Regions from separate parts of the Anser cygnoides genome. Here all the other regions are linked to region 2. Evidence: chromatin contacts called from public Hi-C data. All regions are on one chromosome and are shown on one strand. Each heading gives the region's core, a stretch centred on a gene start, on an enhancer-like site or on the middle of the called end of the contact. The rest is flanking DNA. Distances are from core to core; before and after follow the strand shown.

Region 1 (3,375 bases), core at 448-2,947, 180 kb after region 2:
CCGCCGCCCGCCAACGGCTCCCCCCCCCCGGTGGGCGATGGCGCAAGGCCACCGGCGTTGCACAAGGCGCCGGCGAGCGTTGGGGCGCAGCCGGGGCCGTTTTCGGGGGGTTCCCCAGCGGTGCTGGGGGTGGCCGGGGGTTTGGCCACGGCCTCGCGTGGGGCCGGGTCCCGTGGGGACACGAGGCGGGGGGTCCTGGCCCCAGGGGGTGACGAGGGGAGGGGACGGGGGCGCAGGGGCGCAGCCACAGCCCCCAGAGCCCGGGGCAGATCCTAGAGGGGCAGGAGGGGGGGGGAGAGAGGGGGGGCAGGGCAGGAGGGGAGGGGTAAGGGGTGGGGGTACCGCGCGTCTGGGGCAGGAACAGGGGCAGATCCTGGGGGGCTGGGGAGCTGGTGCAGATCCCAGGGGTCTGGGGCAGGAGATGGGGCAGATCCTGGGGGGCTGGGGGGGCAGATTCCTGGGGGAGGAGATGGGGCAGATCCCGGGGATCTGGGGGGGGCAGATCCCAGCTCCCTGGTGTAGGAGATGGGGCAGATCCAGGGGATCTGGGGGGGCAGATCCAGGGGATTTGGGGGGGACAGATGCTGGGGATCTGACGGGCAGATCCTAAGGATCTTGGAAGAGCAGATCCAGGGGATCCAGAGGATCCGGGGGGGCAGATCCCGGGTCCCTGGGGCATCAGATAGGGCAGATCCTGGGGACTCATGGACAGATCCCAGAGATCCAGGGGCAGATCCCGGGGGGCTGGGGCAGCAGATGGGGCAAATCCTGGGGATCCGGGGGGGCAGATCCCTGCGGGAGGAGATGGAGCAGATCCTGGGGATCTGGGAGGCAAATCCAGGGGGATTTGGGGTGGCAGATGCTGGGGATCCAAAGGGCAGATCCTAAGGATCCTGGGGAAGGAGATCCAGGGGATCCAGAGCAAGAGATGAAGCAGATCCTGAGGATTATGGGGGGCAGATCCCAGGGGCCTGGGGCAGCAGATAGGGCAGATCCTGGGGATCCAGAGCAGGAGATGGGGCAGATCCTGGGGATCTGGGGGGGGGACAGATCCTGGGTCCCTGGGGCATTAGACAGGACAGATCCTGGGGATCCCGGAGAAGATCCTGGGGATCCAGGGGCAGGAGACGGGGGCAGATCCCGGGGATGCTGGGGGCAGATCCTGGGGATCCAGGGGCAGGAGACGGGGGCAGATCCCGGGGATCCAGAGCCACATCCCAGGGATGATCCCGGGTCCCTGGGGCAGGAGAGGGGGCAGCTCCCGTGGATCCCGGGGCAGATCCCGGCTCCCCGGGGGCAGATCCCCGGGGCAGCTCCCGCGGCTCCCATTGCAGCCCCCCCCCCCGCAGGCCACGGCCCCACCCGCGGAGGCCCCACGGGAGCAGCCCCCGGTGTGTGCGTGTGGGGGGGGGGGAGCGGGGGCGGACCCCCCCGACGGCCCCGCTCCCGGCGGCGGGGCTCAGCCACGCGGGGCCCGGGGCCGGGGCCGGGACCGGGGAGCTCCCCCCGGGCTCACCTCGCTCCAGCTGCTGCAGGGCGGCCGCCAGCAGCCCGGGCCGGTGGCAGCCGCCGCCCACGATCGCCAGCAGCGAGAAGCGGCGCGGCCCCGCCGCGGGGCCCGGAGCCGCCGCCGCCGCCGCCGCCATCTTGGGCGCCCCCCGCAGCCGCCGCCGCCGCCGCCGCCTCCCGCCGGCCCCGCCCCGCGGCAGCGCTCGGCCGGGCCCCGCCCGCTGACGTCACCGCGGGCCAATGGGGGAGCGCGGAGGGGACCGCGGAGGGAGGGGCGGGGGAGAGGAGGGGGAGGGTTAAAGGGGCGATGGCAGGGCGGGGTCGGGGCGGTGGGGCCCGCGCGGCGGAGGGGTGGGCGGGGTGGGGTGGGGTGCGGTGCATGCAGTGCATGCAATGCAATACGGGGTGCAGGACCAAGAGGGTGCAGGGCAGGGTGGGGGTGCAAGGGGGGTGCAATGCAGTGCAATGCAATACGGGGTGCAGGACCAAGAGGGTGCAGGGCAGGGTGGGGGTGCAGGGTGGGTGCAGCGCAGCACAATGCAGTGCAATGCAGTGCTGGGGTGCAGAGCCAGGAGGGTGCGATGCCGTGCAACGCAGCATTGGGGTGCAGGGTGGTGCAGGGCTGTGAGGGTGCAATGCCGTGCAACACAGTGTTGGGGTGCAGGGCGGGGGCAATGCAGTGCAACGCAGCATTGGGGTACAGGATGGTGCAGGGCCGGGAGGGTGCAATGCAGTGTTGGGGTGCAGGGCGGGCGCAGTGCAGTGCAATGCAGTGCAGGGCTGCAGGGCGGTGTAGAGGGCCAGGCGGGTGCAATGCAGTGCGGGGCTGCAGAGCCAGGAGGGTGCAATGCAGTGCAGTGCAGCGTTGGGGTGCAGGGTGGGTGCAGTGCAGTGCAAGACAGGGTGCAAGACCAGGAGGGTGCAGTGCAGGGTGGGTGCAGTGCAGTGCAGTGCAGTGCTGCGGTGCAGGGCAGCGTAGAGACGGGTGGGTGCAATGCAGTGCTGGGGTGCAGAGCCAGGAGGGTGCAACGCAGTGCAGTGCAGTGTTGGGGTGCAGGGCTGTGAGGGTGCAATGCAGTGTTGGGGTACAGTGCGGGTGCAGTGCAGTAGTGCAGGGTGGTGCAGGGTGGGTGCAGTGCAGCGTTGTGGCGCAGGGCCGGGAGGGTGCAATGCAGCATTGGGGTGCAGTGCAGGGTAGGGCTGGGGGGCATAGCGATGGGCAGTGCCGTGCGATGCAGTGCAGGGATGTGCTGTGCACCGCCGTGCAGTGCTGTGGCTATGCAGTGCAGTGCAGGGATGTGCTGAGCACCGCTGTGCTGTGCAGGGGGTGTGCAGTGCAGCGCGCTGCAGCACCAAGCAGCTGCTGACCAGTGCAGGCTGCGCAGTGCGTGGTGCAGGGGAGGCGCTGTGCAGCGCATCACTGAGCAGGATGGGGCCGGGCGGGCAGCGAAGCCCCCTCGCAGCCCCCAGCCCGTTCCCAAATAACTTCCCCAGCACCCAGAGGTGGCACCGCAGGACCCCCCCACCCAACAGAGCAGGCAGCAGTCGGGATCCAAGGCCTTTAATGCACCCCAGGGCCCCCCAGCAGCACCCGCTGGTGGGAGCTGGGGGGGAGAGGAGGTCATGCCCCCCCCGACGAGGCAGGGACCAGCAGCATCCAGGCGGCGGCACCGTCCCCGGGGACCCCGCTGCGCCCGGCCCCTCAGGAGCACTCGAGGACGTGGAGGTTGCAGGCGGTGCCGGGGGGGCAGCTGCAGCGCGTCCCGAAGCGCGCCCCCCTCCGCACCGCGCAGGGCTCCCGGGGCTGGCACTGCGGGACCGATCCCGTCACTGGGGCTCAGCCCCGCAGCGGGGTCTGGTGTCCCC
Region 2 (3,350 bases), core at 28-2,527:
GGGGCGCACCCACGCACCCTCGCCCCTGCTGCACGGCCGCCACCTCTTGCACGCTCGCCTCGAGCTCGCCTTGCACGCCCTGGTGACCGCGGCCAAGCCTTCGCCTCCCCCACTTTTCCCAGCACTCCCAGTCCCTGCCCGCGGGCATCGCTTGGCTCCGGCGCCGCGCACCCCTGCCAAGCGCCGCCGGGGAGGGCGGCTCTGCCCACGCCGCCCGGCTCTGCCCCAGCCGCGGGCAGGGGCTGCGGGGGCTCCGGGGGCTCTGCTCGACGCTGCCTCGACCCCGGGACGCTGCGGCCTCCCCAGCAGCTCGGAGGCCCCTGCCCGGCGGCCTCGGCCAGGCCAGCTGCAAAGTTATTAAGTCCCCGCGGCCGCCGAGGGATTACAGGAGCGATTAGAGCTTAAGACAAGGGTGACCTCGATCTGGAACGCGGGGTGGCTGCAGAGCCGGGGGGGGGGGGGGGGACAAAGCGGCAAAGCCCAGCGCCCTGGGACACCGTGCACCAGCCCCGGCCGCCACAGTGGCACGGAGGCGTTGGCACAGCCAAGGTCACGGATGTTCACCGGGGGCCTCCGGGCCACGAGGGCAGGATCTGGCCCCCCTGAAGCAGTCGGGGCCCAGGCTGGGGGTGCCGGGGGGGGGGGTCGGAGCACAGCTGGGGCTGCCCACTGGGGATGCAGGCTGCATGCAGAGCTTCTTGGTGCACTCCGCCACTGCGCGCTTGCTGGCAGGCGCACATGTTTTAGCGCACGCTTGTCAGTGGGTGCACACTTGCTGGTGCACGCTTGCTGGTGCACACTTGCTGGTGCACGCTTGCTGGTGGTGCACACTTGCTGCTGGTGCACACACTTGCCCATTGCTGGTGTATTTTTACCAGTGGCTGAATGCTTTTTGGTGCAGCTTGCCAGCGGGGGCACGCTTTCAGGGAGATGCACGCACCCTGGCTCACGCTTGCCGGTGGGTGAACGCTTTTCGGTGCACGCCTGCTTGTGGGTGCGCAATGCCGGTGCACAATTTCGGTGCAAGCTTCCTCGTGGGTGCACGCTTTCGGTGCATGATTTTTGGCGCACAATTTCGGTGCAAGCTTCCTCGTGGGTGCACGCTTTGTGGTGCCCCCGGCGGCCGCGCACCTTGCAGCTGGGCGCCAGGCTGGGGGCGCGCGGGGCGCTGGGGGCGGGCGCAGGATCCATCCCTGCCCTGTGGGCCCCACGCGTTCCCTGCAGCGCCATCGCCCCTTTAAGGGCTCCACGCGCGCGCGCGGGTGGGGCGGGGCGGGGCGAGGCTCCGCCCTCCCGGTGCCGCCGCCGCCGGTGGCTTCCGGGCAGCGCGGCGGAAGTGACGCGGGGCGCGGCGGCCGGGATGGCGGCGCCGAAGGTGAAGCAGGACATGGCGCCGCCCGGCGGCTACGGGCCCGTGGACTACAAGCGGCACCTCCCGCGCCGCGGCCTCTCAGGTGAGCGCGGGCGGGACCGGGGGAGCGGTGCTCCCCGGTGCCCCCCCCGGTGCCCGCTGACCGCCGCCCCGCAGGTTACAGCCTCTTCGCGATCGGCGTCGGCAGCCTCCTGCTGGGCTACTACACCATCGTCAAGTGGAACCGGGAGCGCAGGTGGCGTGCGGTGACCCCCGGTGCCCCCCCGGTTTCCTCCCGGTACCTCCCAGTCCCCCCTCGGTCCCCGCCCGGGGTTTCCCCGCTCCCTCCCTGCGCTCCCGTTCTCCATACCTTGGGGCTCCCACCCCCGGTTCCCCCATTCCTGCCCGGTTCTCTTGGTCCCCCTCCCCGGTTCCCCCCCGGTTCTGCCCCCCCTGGTTCTCCCCTCGTTCCCGGTTCCGCCCCCCCCCGGTTCTACCCCCCACTTGGTTCCCCCCCCTTCCCGGTTCTCTTCCCGGTTTCCCCCCGGTCCTCTCCCGGTGTTTCCCCGCTCCCTCCCCGTGCTCCCTTCCTCCTTGCGTGGGCCTCCCCCCCCCGGTTCCCCCGTTCCCCCCCGGTTCCCCCCCCGCCCCCGACCACCCCCGGTGCCCCCCCGGTTCCCCGAGCCCACCCCCATCCCGTGCCCCCCCCCCCCCCCCGCAGGCGGCTGCTGATCGAGGACATGGAGGCGCGGATCGCGCTGATGCCGCTGCTGCAGGCCGAGGCCGACCGCAGGTAGGGCAGCACCGGGGGGGTCCCGGGGGGGGTGGCTCCGGTGTGGCCCCCCCCCGGGCACGGCCGTCGCCTCTCTTGCAGGACCCTCCGTATGCTGCGGCAGAACCTGGACGAGGAGGCCAAAATCATGAAGGACGTTCCCGGCTGGAAGGTTCGGCACCGGGGGGGACGGGGATGGGGGGGGATGGGGACTGGGGGGGGGGGGGCGCGGCGCTGGGGCTGTGCCCCGGGGCGGGGGGGTCCTGGGGTCCCCTTGGGATGGGCACAGCGGTGACATAAATTTGGGGGGGGGGACACACCGATTTTCCCCAAGGTGGCTGCTTGTGGGGCTCGGGTGCGGGCTCTGCCCCCATGCTCCGTCCCCCCCGGTGTCCCCCCATGTCCCCACGCCACCCCCGTGTCCCCTCGCCACCCCCCACCCCCCCCGGTGTCCCCCCCGCGCCCCCCTCCCGCGCTCTCTCCCATTCCCAGGTCGGCGAATCCGTGTTCCACACCGACCGCTGGGTGCCGCCGACGCTGGACGAGCTGTACTACCTGCGCTCCCCCGCCGAGATGGAGACCGAGAAGTTTGGGCTGCAGTGCTACGTCTGAGCCCCCCCCCGCCCCCCCCCCCGCCACCTGGGGGGGGTCCCCTAGGCCCCCCGGGGGTCCCCTGTGCCCCCCGAGGGCCCTCTGTGCCCCCCGGGGGTCCCCCTGCTCGAACACCCCGCATTAAACCCGTGTGGATAGGCGGCCGTTTCTGTGTCACCATCGATTTTTTACGCACCCCCCCCCCGGGAAATCTCACCCCATTTATGGGGCGCTCGCTCCTCCTGCGGCCCCGCAGCACCCAGAGGGGCCGGGCCGGTGTCGGGGCGCTGATGCCCGTCTCCCATCCTGGGGGTGCTGAGCGGTGCTGGGAGCGGGGCAGGGGCTGCAGCCCCCCGCAGCGTGCTTTGGGGGGGGGGGGGGTACCAGCAGCGGGGGCTCGGCGCCCCCCCATCCCCAAGTCCCGCACGTGGGGGACTCGTCCTCGGTGTCATGGTTGGGAGCGGGGTGGCCCTGAGGGTCCTGAGCTCGCCCTGAGGGTCCTGAGCTTGTCGCCCTTCGTGCTCGCCGGTGCAGTAGCCGCAGGGAGAATGGGGTTAAACCCCCCGCTTTTGGGTTTTTTGCTGCTTCCCGTCACTTGAAGGGGGAAAGGGGGAAAGGGGGGGCGCGTTGCGGGGG
Region 3 (3,618 bases), core at 614-3,113, 140 kb after region 2:
CTGTCCCCAGCGAGCATTTCCAGAAAAATCAGGTAAGGCAGAAGTAAATTTGTCTAGCACGGGGGCAGGATAACACCGAAAACCAAACAACCCATAAATGGATTACAGATAAATCCATAAATGGATAAATCCAACCTCCTCTGCTTATTGAGCAGAGGCAAACGCGCACCCAGGGCAGAGCAAGCTGCTAGGAGCAGACCAAAGAGAATTTTTTGAGAGATGTCCCGACGTGCGGCACAAGCTGGGGGGAAAAAAAGCTTTGGATTTAACCCTGCTGATTTCTTTTTCCTTCTACAAAAGGAATTAACGACAAGTTAAGGAAGGAAGACGAAGGAGTAAATAAAAAGCTAAGGATCTGCTTTGCCAACAAATAAAAACCAAGCCCTACAGCAGCGCTCCCGATCATTCACCTAGCTCAATTCTAATCGATTCCAACAGCAACGCTTTTACTCCCTCCCCCCGGAAGCCGGCTCTTCAGCACGCCAGATTTCTCAACTACACGCTGAAGCTCGCGCTTGCTCCCACACCCTGCTGCTTTTAGCTCCCAGAGGAGCCGCTCCTTGGAGCTGCGCTGCCCGAACACCGAGCACAGGACGACGTTTGCACAGACGGCAACGGCTCCGGCACGGAGAAACGAGCCTCTCGGAGCAAACCTGGGTCTCGAGGGCTCTGCGGGAAGCAGCCAGGAAATCTCCTTCCACCTCCCCGCCAGCCTCTCACCTTCCTCTGTTCCTTCCTCATCACGTGTTTGTCTTCATCCTTCCAGTAGGCATCTTCCAGCTCCTGCTGCCGCTTGGCATCGGCTGCTGCCTTTGCCTCGGCCTTCCTCGCGCGGGCAGCGGCCGACTTGGTGTTCTCACCTTGGAACTTCTTGGGCATCACTCAAGGTGCTCTGCGGGAAAGGGAGGCGAGCAATGAACGAGCCTCAGACCCCTGGCCGGGCCCTGGGGCTCACCGGAACGCCTGGAAGCAGGAACGACCGCAGCCCACGCCAGGACAACCACGTCCTCAGCAGCAGCCGCTCCCTCCCGCCTACCTCTCGTGCTGCTGCAGCCCGACAGAGCCGGCCGGGGTCAGGCGCTGAGCCAGGCCCCGGCGCTGCCCGCTGCGGACTTGGGGCGCCGAGCGCGAGCGAAGCCAGGCTCCGCACAGCGGGGCCGCGCCAGGCTCTGCACGTACGCGGTGTATCGAGCCCTCGGAGGGCTCAGACAGCACCGCAGCCCCCCCCTCAAGCCGATGTTGGGCTCCTCAGCCGCACGCGAGCCCCCCGAGGGTTCGCACGGCCCCCCCCACGCAGAGGCAGGGCCCCGCGGGGGCGCTCCGTTAACTCCCGGTGGTGTCAGGGCACACAGAGCCCCACAGGGCAGGCACGGAGGGATCCTTCGGGCTGGAGACGCCCTCCAGGCCCAGCCACCCCCCCAACCCCGGCCGCAGGCCCCAGCCCCGGCCCCCCCTTGCACCCCCACGGGACGGGGACGCCCCCACCCCCCCGGGCAGCCCGTCCCGAGGCCCGGAGGCCCCTTCTGAGGAGAAACGGCCCCTAATGTCCCCTAACCCCCACCCCCCGGCACAACCCGGGGCCGTTCCGTCACGGTTACCGGCCAGGGGCACCCGAACCCGGCCCGGGCCTGCGCCTGCCCCTGCCCCCCTCAGCCCCCAGCGCCCCCCCACAGGCCCGGTCCCGGCCCCCCCCCGGCCCCGCTCCTACCGGGCCCCGCCGCCCCGCCCGTCGCGCTCCGATGACGTCACCGCCGCGCGCGGCGGCTGCCTCAGGGAGGGGGGAGCGGCGCCGGAAGGCTCCTCAGGGCCCCCGCGACGCCGCAGCCGCCATCTTTGTTGAGGGCACTGAGCGTCTCTCACACGGCCCCGGGGGTTGAGGGGGGAGAGAGAGAAGCGGGGGGAGAGCGGAGAGGGGGGCAGCCCCCACGCACAGCGGCGCTCCGGGGCGGCTGAGGAACCGCGGAGAGCCCGCCCGGTTGCAGCAGCCGCCGCCACTTCTTCCGTGCCCGGCACAAAGATGGCGGCGCAGCGGCGCCCCCCTCAAGATGGCGGCGGGGCAGGGCGGGGCCAACGTCACGTGGGCGGGTGGGCGGGGGCTTGGCGGGGTGGGCGGGGCCCGGCTGGAGGCTGGGGGCGGGGTCGGGAGGAGTGGGCGGGGCTTGGCGGGGCGCGGCCCATTGTTGGCCGGGTGGGCGGGGCAGGGAGGGGGCGGGGCTTAGCGGAACCACGCCCCCTCCCCGTTCTCCCCCCCCCCCCCCCCCCCCCAAGCCTCCCGATCTCCCCCCGCCCCCCCAGGACCGACCCCCCCGGCCCCCGCCCTCCCCTCATCCCCCCTAATCCCCCCCACTTCCCCCCCGGGCCCCCCCCGAGCCTCCCCGACCCCCTCATCCCGCCCCTGACCCCCCCCAGGCCCCATAACACCCCCTCCCGACCCTCCTCCGGGTCCCCCCGACCCCCTCATCCCCCCCTGACCCCCCTCCGACCCCACCCCTGACCCCCCCCGGACCCTCCCCAGCCCCCGATTCCCCCCCGACCCCCTCCAGACCCCCCCGACCCCAATGGACCCCCCCCCCCCCAGGCCCCCTCTGACCCCTTCATCACACCCCCAACCCCCTCCAGACCCCCCCCGACCCCCTGAACCTCCCCTGACCCCCCCCGGCCCCCCTGGACCTTCCCCTCGGGGCCCCCCCCGAACCCCTTATTCCCCCCCGACCCCCTCGAACCCTCCCCAGCCCCCCCAGAACCCCCCCCCCCCAAGGACAGGCTCGACCCCCGGGAGCCACCACAGCATTTATTGTCCCCTGTCCCCCCCCCCAGAGCTGCGGGTGGGGGGCACAGGGGACACCGTCCTGGGGGGGACACAGGGGACAGCAGCCCGGGGGGGGGGGGGCACACCCCTGGGTGCCCGTTCTCCCCCCCCCCCCCCCCGGTGCCCCCCTGTCCCTACACGTGGGTCTCCTGCAGCAGCTGCTCGGTGGCACCGCAGAGCTCAGGGGGGCCCGGGCCCTGCAGCCCCCCCGGGCTGCCTGCACCAGCAGCACCGGGGGGGCCTCGGCACCCTGGGGACCCCTGAGGACCTGCAGGAAGAGGAGGGGGCTTGAGGAGGCTGGGGGGGGCAAGGGGGGGGGTTGGGGAGGGGGATTTTGGGGGGGGGGGGGGGGGGTCACCTTGGCGGGGTGCTCGCCCGGGGGGGTGGTGGCCCCCGCCGGGGACACCGAGGACGTCTGCTTCGTGATGTCCCACCACAGCACCCCCGGGGGCAGCCGTGCCCGCTTGGTGGGCCCTGGGGGGGGGGGGGGGGCACCGTGGAGAGGGGTGCGGGGTGGGGGGCAACGTGGGCCCCCCCCCCCCCCCCCGTGTCCCCCCCGGCCTCACCCGCCAGGTAGCTGAGCAGCACCCCCGCCAGCACGGTGCAGAGCGTCCCCAGCGCCCCGTAGTACAGGTAGGAGATGGCGTAGAAGTCGCCCACCACGGCCGGCCTGCAACGGGGGGGGGGGGGGGGCGGTGACACCGCCCCGGTGACGTCATGAGGCGGGGTGACGTCACCAGGAGAGTGGTGTGACGTCAGAAGGGACGAAGGAGGGGGAGGGCACGGTGAACAGGGCGACAGCGTGATGT

What was found. Hi-C and Micro-C count contacts between places; a contact is called where the count stands out from the background.
Region 1: a Hi-C map of liver shows a contact between it and region 2, with 4 times the contacts expected there. The contact joins the promoter of MAP1S here to the promoter of NDUFA13 in region 2. A contact is called at or near these places in 3 of 7 Hi-C or Micro-C datasets (granulosa cells and liver).
Region 3: a contact with region 2 is called in a Hi-C map of liver, with 4 times the contacts expected there. The contact joins the promoter of CCDC124 here to the promoter of NDUFA13 in region 2. A contact is called at or near these places in 2 of 7 Hi-C or Micro-C datasets (granulosa cells and liver).

Annotation. Positions count from the first base shown.
Region 1 is chr27:1,193,432-1,196,806 of Taihu_goose_T2T_genome, reverse strand. MAP1S (microtubule associated protein 1S) reads right to left here and starts at 1,697. Exons shown (of 7, transcript XM_066983785.1): 1 at 1,517-1,697. The coding sequence starts at 1,646. LOC136787009 (cocaine- and amphetamine-regulated transcript protein-like) reads right to left here. Exons shown (of 7, transcript XM_066983791.1): 7 at 3,055-3,319. The coding sequence ends at 3,212.
Region 2 is chr27:1,372,528-1,375,877 of Taihu_goose_T2T_genome, reverse strand. NDUFA13 (NADH:ubiquinone oxidoreductase subunit A13) reads left to right here and starts at 1,277. Exons shown (of 5, transcript XM_066984035.1): 1 at 1,277-1,454; 2 at 1,529-1,607; 3 at 2,073-2,144; 4 at 2,226-2,295; 5 at 2,616-2,879. The coding sequence starts at 1,361. The coding sequence ends at 2,735.
Region 3 is chr27:1,233,841-1,237,458 of Taihu_goose_T2T_genome, reverse strand. It overlaps CCDC124 (coiled-coil domain containing 124), which reads right to left and starts at 1,863. Exons shown (of 5, transcript XM_066983732.1): 1 at 1,709-1,863; 2 at 721-892. The coding sequence starts at 879. SLC5A5 (solute carrier family 5 member 5) reads right to left here. Exons shown (of 18, transcript XM_066983642.1): 15 at 3,376-3,479; 16 at 3,168-3,283; 17 at 2,784-3,077; 18 at 1,705-1,764. The coding sequence ends at 1,705.